Linked DNA regions of Oryctolagus cuniculus: region 1 is linked to region 2. Evidence: chromatin contacts called from public Micro-C data. All regions are on one chromosome and are shown on one strand. Each heading gives the region's core, a stretch centred on a gene start, on an enhancer-like site or on the middle of the called end of the contact. The rest is flanking DNA. Distances are from core to core; before and after follow the strand shown. Region 1 holds the start of PIK3C2B (phosphatidylinositol-4-phosphate 3-kinase catalytic subunit type 2 beta). Region 2 overlaps PIK3C2B (phosphatidylinositol-4-phosphate 3-kinase catalytic subunit type 2 beta).

Region 1 (3,340 bases), core at 311-2,810, 43 kb before region 2:
TCATCACGATGCTTCACTAACTGTATTTTTCCACTGGAAAAAAAAAAAAAAACAGATTTGCTTATTTATTTGAAAGGCAGAGTATCAGAGAGAGAGGGAGCGAGATCTTCCACCTACTGGTTCATTCCCCAGATGGCCACAATGGCCAGAGCTGGGCCAGCCCAAAGCCTGGAGCTTCATCCAGGTCTCCCACGTGGGTGGCAGGGACCTAAGTCCCTGAGCTATCACTTGCTGCCTCCCAGGAAGCTGGATCACAAGCAGAGACAGGACTCAAACCCAAGCGCCCTGATAGGGGTGCAGGTGTCTTAACAGATGCAAGTGCCCACTGTGCGTCTCTCCACAGCCACATAGATTGGATCGCAGGGGCTCACCTTAACAACGTAATCCAGCTGTAATCACTTGCCAAGGCCCCACCTTCAGACACCATAATTCCATTAAGTTTCATCCTTAATCCATTCACACTAAGACGCTGGGGATAGAGACTGGAACACTTGGGCCTTGGCCGACACTCACATTAGGCTCCAAACCTCACACCTGCACCCTGTGCTTTCGTTTCCACCGCAGCCCTGAGTGGTAGGTGAGAGGTGAGGCCCGCGTTGCCCTCTGTGTTGGGAGAGTGAAGTGGCCCAGCCAAGGTCACGCAGCAGAGGAGACGCACACAAACTCAACCCCAGGGCCCTGCCCTATGGCTTCTCCTCCTCCTCCTGCCTCACCCAGGGTCACCTGCTGTCAGTCCCTTTTTATTTTGCCCAGATTTCAACTTACCCATGAGAACCAAACAATAGCCTGAGAAAGAACTCACTTTCTGTATGGCTTTCTGCCCTGGCTGGGACTTCCTCTAGCTACTCAGATTCCTTGCCGGTTACCAGTCCTGCCCTTCCTGGGTGCTGGCTCTTTCTGTCCTATGACTCCAGTGTGCTAGGATGACTTACAACCGCGTCTCCTGGAGAGTTACCTCTGGGTATGCTGCAGAGTTTGCTATCAGCAAAGAGAATGTGGAAGGCCCCAGGTGTTTTTTTTTTTTTTTTTTTAAAGGCCTTGCTGAGACTTCTCTGTTTTTAAACTCTGGTGAACCCAAGACAGACCGGAATAGCAGCATCTTCACAAATATTTCCTGGAGTTGAGGGAAGGGGGAACCGGGCAGCTGTTTCCATGGGAACCCTGGCAGGGCCAGTGGGCATCTGAGGGCTGCACAGGCTCCAGCTCTGGGTACCTGAAGAGGCTGCAGAGACCCTGGTGTCTGGCGGCTGGGGGGGCGGGGAACAAGGTCGACACTGGGAGAAATGTCCTGTGATTTCAGACTTCATGGGTATTATGCAAAGCAAATGCAAAGAAGAGTTGGCCAGCTCTCGGTTTCTTCTGGGTGGAGCCTTCGGGAAAATTCTACAGACCACCGCTCCAAGCAAGGGAGGGCACCTTTTAAACGTAAACGTGACAGCTTGTCCCTCTACTCTGGCTGGGCCGGGGGTCGTCGCCCGTGCTCCCCTTCGGGGTGTCTGCCGCTGTCCCCGGGGCCGTAAGGCGGGAGACCCACGCGGAGTCGGCTGCTGGAAGCTTCCCCGACGCACGCCTGCCTCCAGGTTGGGCACCCGATCTGTCCCCATGTCACTTCTAGCAGAGCCATCTGGCTTCCCTGCCCAGGGGGTCCGGCAGGGGGAAGCAGCGCCCCGCCGCAAACCCCTCCCGCCCGCGGCCGCGGCGGCCTCTGGCCCTGCGGAGCTCCGCGCGCCGCCAGCCGCGGGGAGGGCGGGCCGAGGGGCGGCGGCCCGGGTCCCGCGGCCGCCCCGCCCTCCGGCTCGCGGCCGATTCGCGCTGCGGCGGGGCCGGCGGCCGGGCGGCTGCTGTCCAGGCAGGGCTGGCCGGGCCTGGCGGCGCCGTGCAGTGCGCCGGGCGTCCGGGAGATGGCTTCGCCCCGCTCGCCCGCCGCTCGCGCTATTGTCTCGCCCGGAGTAGCCTGACGGCGGGCTCGCGCGCGCGCTCGGCCGGCCCCTGCGCCCCGCGAAGCCACTCTCCCTGCCCGGGGAGCCGGCGGGAAGCGGCGCGCGGCTGTAAGGGACGCCCGGAGCCCACGTCGCCGAGCACACGACCCGTCGGGTCTGGCCGCGGAGCCCGCCGCCGAGCGCAGGTAGGACGCGCAGCCGGCCGGGAGCGCCGGCCCCGGGTCTGCAAAGCGCCCGGGAGCCGAGGCGGCGGAGGCAGCGGAGGCCGGGGCTCTCGCTCGCTCCAACATGGCAACAGCCGAGGTGCAACAATGGAAGCGGCGAGGGCTCCCGGCCGCGGGCCGAGCGGGGGGCGCGGGGAGAGCCCCGGCTCCAGCCCGCAGCGCCCGGCAGGTTGCGCGCCCCGCGCCCGCCGCTTCGGGGCCTCTGCAGCTCCGGACACCCCCATCCCCACTCCGTTCTCGCCAAACACGCTTCCTGGCGCCCAGCGCGGGGCGATCGCAGCCAACCAATGGCTTGGAGGTTTGTTTGTCGGTTTGTTTAAGATGAGAGATTAAAAAGCAAAAACCTGCCCCGGAGCGGGGCGGGGTGGGGTGTGGGGTTGAGAGGGGGTGCCTAGCCGTGCGCTGTGTGAAAAGTCGGCATCTGGGCCGGGGAGTCGCCAGACAGAGGGTAAAACTGGCTTCTCCCATATAAGGGCACTGCAGCAGAGGGAGCCGGAGAGGGACCCTCCGCCCCAGGTCCCTGCGCCCTGGGAAGGCGCTGCTCTCCTGGCCTGCCCTCCTCCCTCGTTTTCAGCCCTCGACAGCGGTGGCTTTGAAGCTCGGGGAAGCCGGAGCACACTGCCAAGCTGGGGTGGGGTGGGATGGGCTTGGGGAGCTGAGCCCAGGGGCTTGGCAGGCTCCTGGGTTGTGGGAAGAGGTTAACAAATGTATGAGGTTAGCGCACACACCCTGGCCAGCTGGGGTTGGAGGGAGTGTGTGTAAGAGAGAGGAGAGAGAGAAGGATCTGTTACCCTCCTCCCCCTTCAAGCCAACCTCCCCCGTCTATTTCCACCCCCTTTTGGGGTCTTTGTGGCTTCCCTGCACCGGTCACGCCTGGGATGGAATTTCTATTGTCTCTGGCTGCCCTGATATTTTTTTCTCAACTCTGTTGGGGAGTTTTGTGCCCTGGGCTGGCCGATGCCAGCAGGGCCCCGGATTCGTTCACACGCAGCGACCCCGGCTCCTAGAATTGGGCCAGCACCACCCCTGGTTCTGTGTCTGAACTACCTGACTGTCTGGGATGTGGCCAAGCACATGTAAGCAATTTGCACCGAATTCAGTTCCTGAAGGGACTCGCTCTTCCGCTGCATTAGGCTTTGCAGAGATATTGGGAGAAGCCACAGCCCAGAGGGCCTG
Region 2 (3,249 bases), core at 635-3,134:
AGGATGTGGAAGGAGGCAGAGGCCGTGGTCTGTGGGGCGAATGAGAGAGATGGGAGTTCAGTGGTGGCTTCCAAAGAGGAAGCAGGTTTGGGATTGGAGGAGCAGGTGGGAGACCCTCTGCTTAGCCGGTGGGTTTGTTGGCACGCGCCACCCTCCCTCCTCCTTAGGGTCCTGACCTGTGGCCGGAAGCTTCTGGGCTTGTGGCCAGCGACACAGGAAAACCCCAGTGCCCGTTGGAGCGCTCCTAACTTCCACCAGCCGGACAGTGTCATCCTGCAGGTGAGACTCCGCTGGAGCCAGCTGCAGGCTTCCCCCCTTACACTGGGGCCTGGGACTCAGCATGGGAGGACGGTGTGCTGGGAGCCGCAGGGTAAATGTGGTTAGAAGCTCGGGGGTCCCCGGCTCCCAACTCCTGCAGGTTCCCTTTGGTTTCAAGGAGTCCGCATGTAGGGTCTGAGGCCTGCCCCATCCTGGGGAGTCCCTTGTATTGACCCCTCACCCTTGTGATCAAGGCTCAGCTGCCCCCTCCCCCTGGCCAGTCACTCTGCGCTTTGTAGGGTGGACCCATTGTCCTAGGGGAGGAGGAAGAGCTGGCCAGGTCCAAGGTCCAGGTCCTGCTTCCTGGTTCCCCTTTCTGTGGTCCTGAGAGTCTTTGCTACAGAGCATGGAGTATCAGAGTCCTTAATGAAATCGAAATGGCATCAAATGAAAGCTGCCTGAGGCGGGTTTCTGTTTTTCATTTTATTTAGTTAGTTTATTTAAGAGACGGCCAAAGAGAGAGTTTCTGTCTGCTGGCTCACTACTCAAATGCCCACAAAGGTTAGGAACGGGCCAGGCCAGATCCGGGAGCTGAGAACCCAACTGCTTGAGCTGCCTCCCAGGGTGCACGTTAGCCATGAAGCTGGACTCGCACAGGCACTGCGAGGGGGGTGCAGGTGTCCCGAGCACCCTCCTAACTCTTAGGTCAAACGGCTGCTCCAAGGCAGGAGCCTTGTCTGTCTCCCTCACTGCCCTGTGCCCAGGGCCTAGAACAATGCCCGGCATGAGCTAGGGTTCAACCAGCAATTCCAGAAGGAGGGAAAGTAGGACACCCTTGGAGAAGAGGCTCACTGAGCTCTGAACCCACTGTAGCCAGGTGGACATCTGGTGTCCCAGGCCCTAGGGTTGGTAGGGCCCTTACCCAGCTCATGGTCCTGCCTCCTCCCCGCTGCTCACTGGTTCTGGGCTGGGGCCCATCCCTTCCCCTGGCTCTGTCTCAACCCAGCCACTTCCTCCCTGGTTCTTTTCCCCTCTTTTGCTTCCTTCCCAGTTCCTGCTGGAAGGGAGTTTGGGGCTCCCCGAGTCCACCTGGGTCATGTGTTTTATGCAGAGCCAGAGGGGAAGGGAGGTGGGAGCAAGGCGGGAAAGTGGGCAGCCAGCCAGTGGGGGCCCCGTTCATGCCGTCTCTTCTCTCCCCTCTCTCATCCCCCGCCCCCAGATTGACTTCCCCACCTCGGCCTTTGACATCAAGTTCACCAGCCCCCCTGGAGACGAGTTCAGCCCCCGCTATGAGTTTGGGAGCCTCCGGGAGGAAGACCAGCGGAAGCTCCAGGACATCATGCGCAAGGAGTCCCTGTACTGGTGAGGCCCCGGGAGTCTGCGTCGGTCCTTCTGACCTCCACCTGCCAGGCCCTGGCCCCTGTCCTGCTGTGCGAGTTGGGGTACTGGGGGGGGCATCACCACCTAGGCAGGAAGCGGTGCGGCCCCAGGCCTTTCTCAGTGAGCTGACAGTAGGACAAGTAGAGAGGTCAGGTCCGGAAATTAGACCCGGGAATGCGCCTTCCCCCACTGGGGGGCCTGAGCCAGGCACAGCCACCTCAGAGGACCTGAGCTGTGACCCACACCCCAGATGTGCCATCGACGGCTTGCATTGGCCATCCTCACCTCCCTGCCCCCACATCCTGCCCCTTCCACGCCTACAGGCTTGGCATATTTCTGTCCCCGTCACTTTCCGAAAAAGGATCAGGTGTCAAGGCCAGCTGGCGGCTCTCGCGTGAGCCAGGGCTGATCTCATCCTCCGGGCTGCTGCTTCCATCAGGACTGGAGAAGGAGGGCTGAGATGGGAGAGCCGCATGGGCGGGTGTGGTTGAGGCCCCTGCGCAGCCTGCACTCTAAATTCAGCGTCCACCTTGCTGGCCCCTGCAGAGCCCCGTGCACCTGCTGGGTGTGGGTGGGGGAAAACACCTGCAGCTGCGTTCCTCTCCCTCCCTCCCGTCCCACCCCGGGGGGAGCCCAGCGACTGCTAAATTTCTGCCCCCTCTTCTCTGCTGACCCCTCGCTTCATCAGCTCCTCCCTCGTCCCATCAGACACCTGATCCTAGGCCAGGCCGATGAGCTCAGGGCCTACACAGCTGCCAGCTGCACTTCCGCACTTGAAAATTGCTAAAAAGCTCTCCCAGAAAGCACAGGAGCGAGCTCTTATAGCAGGGGTGTTGAGAGGTGCAGATATGCAGTGACAAAAACAGAAACAGAGGCACACATAAAAGGAGAACTGGAGGCATGATGACCGAAGGGTATGGTTATTACATGAAACAAGAGATTGGTTTGGGGCTGGCACTGTGGCATGGCGGGTGAAGCCACCACGTGCGAAGCCAGCATCCCGTGTGGGAACCGGTTTGTGGCCCGGCTGCTCCACTTCCGCTCCAGCCCTCTGCTGGTGGCCCAGGTACTTGGGCCCCTGCACCCCACGTGGAGAACCTGGAAGAAGCTCCTGGCTTTGGCCTGATCCAGTCAGCTTTCTCAGTGTCTCTTCCTCTCTCTCTGTAGTTCTTTCAGATGAATAATTTTTTAAAAAAATTATTAGTTTGATCATATTTTCTTTTTTAAAAATATTTATTTTAAATATTTATTTGAAAGAGAGAGGGGGGGGATCTTCCATGTGCTGGCTCACTCCCCAAATTACTGCAACAGCCAGAGCTGGACCAGACCGAAGCCAGGAGCCAGGAGCTTCATCTGTGTCTCCCATGTGGTTGCAGGGGCCCAAGCACTTGGGCCACCTTCTGCTGCTTTCCCAGGTGCATTAGCAGGGAGCTGGATTGGAAGTGGAGCAGCTGGGACTCGAACTGGCGCCCATATGGGATGCGGGGGTCACAGGCAGCATCTCTCCCACTATGCCACAGCATCGATGCCTAGCTTGACCACATTTTCAAGCCTCTGAGCCTTCCCAGACCCTCGGTGCCTTCTTTTCTCTCACCCAGGTTACTGTTCTGT

What was found. A called contact is a pair of places that touch in the nucleus more often than the background predicts.
Region 1: a Micro-C map of ear pinna shows a contact between it and region 2, with 2.6 times the contacts expected there. The contact joins the promoter of PIK3C2B here to the enhancer-like site in region 2. A contact is called at or near these places in 3 of 6 Hi-C or Micro-C datasets (ear pinna, psoas muscle and an unstated tissue).

What each region holds. Positions count from the first base shown.
Region 1 is chr13:19,932,521-19,935,860 of mOryCun1.1, reverse strand. PIK3C2B (phosphatidylinositol-4-phosphate 3-kinase catalytic subunit type 2 beta) reads left to right here and starts at 1,560. Exons shown (of 33, transcript XM_051821194.2): 1 at 1,560-1,580.
Region 2 is chr13:19,890,431-19,893,679 of mOryCun1.1, reverse strand. It overlaps PIK3C2B (phosphatidylinositol-4-phosphate 3-kinase catalytic subunit type 2 beta), which reads left to right. Exons shown (of 33, transcript XM_051821194.2): 14 at 168-279; 15 at 1,478-1,620. Among named protein-coding and RNA genes, the nearest start is that of PPP1R15B, 28 kb to the right of the region's middle. Within about 2 kb of position 1,884, at least 2 of the 8 cell types and tissues checked have an H3K27ac peak or open chromatin away from gene starts, as enhancers often do.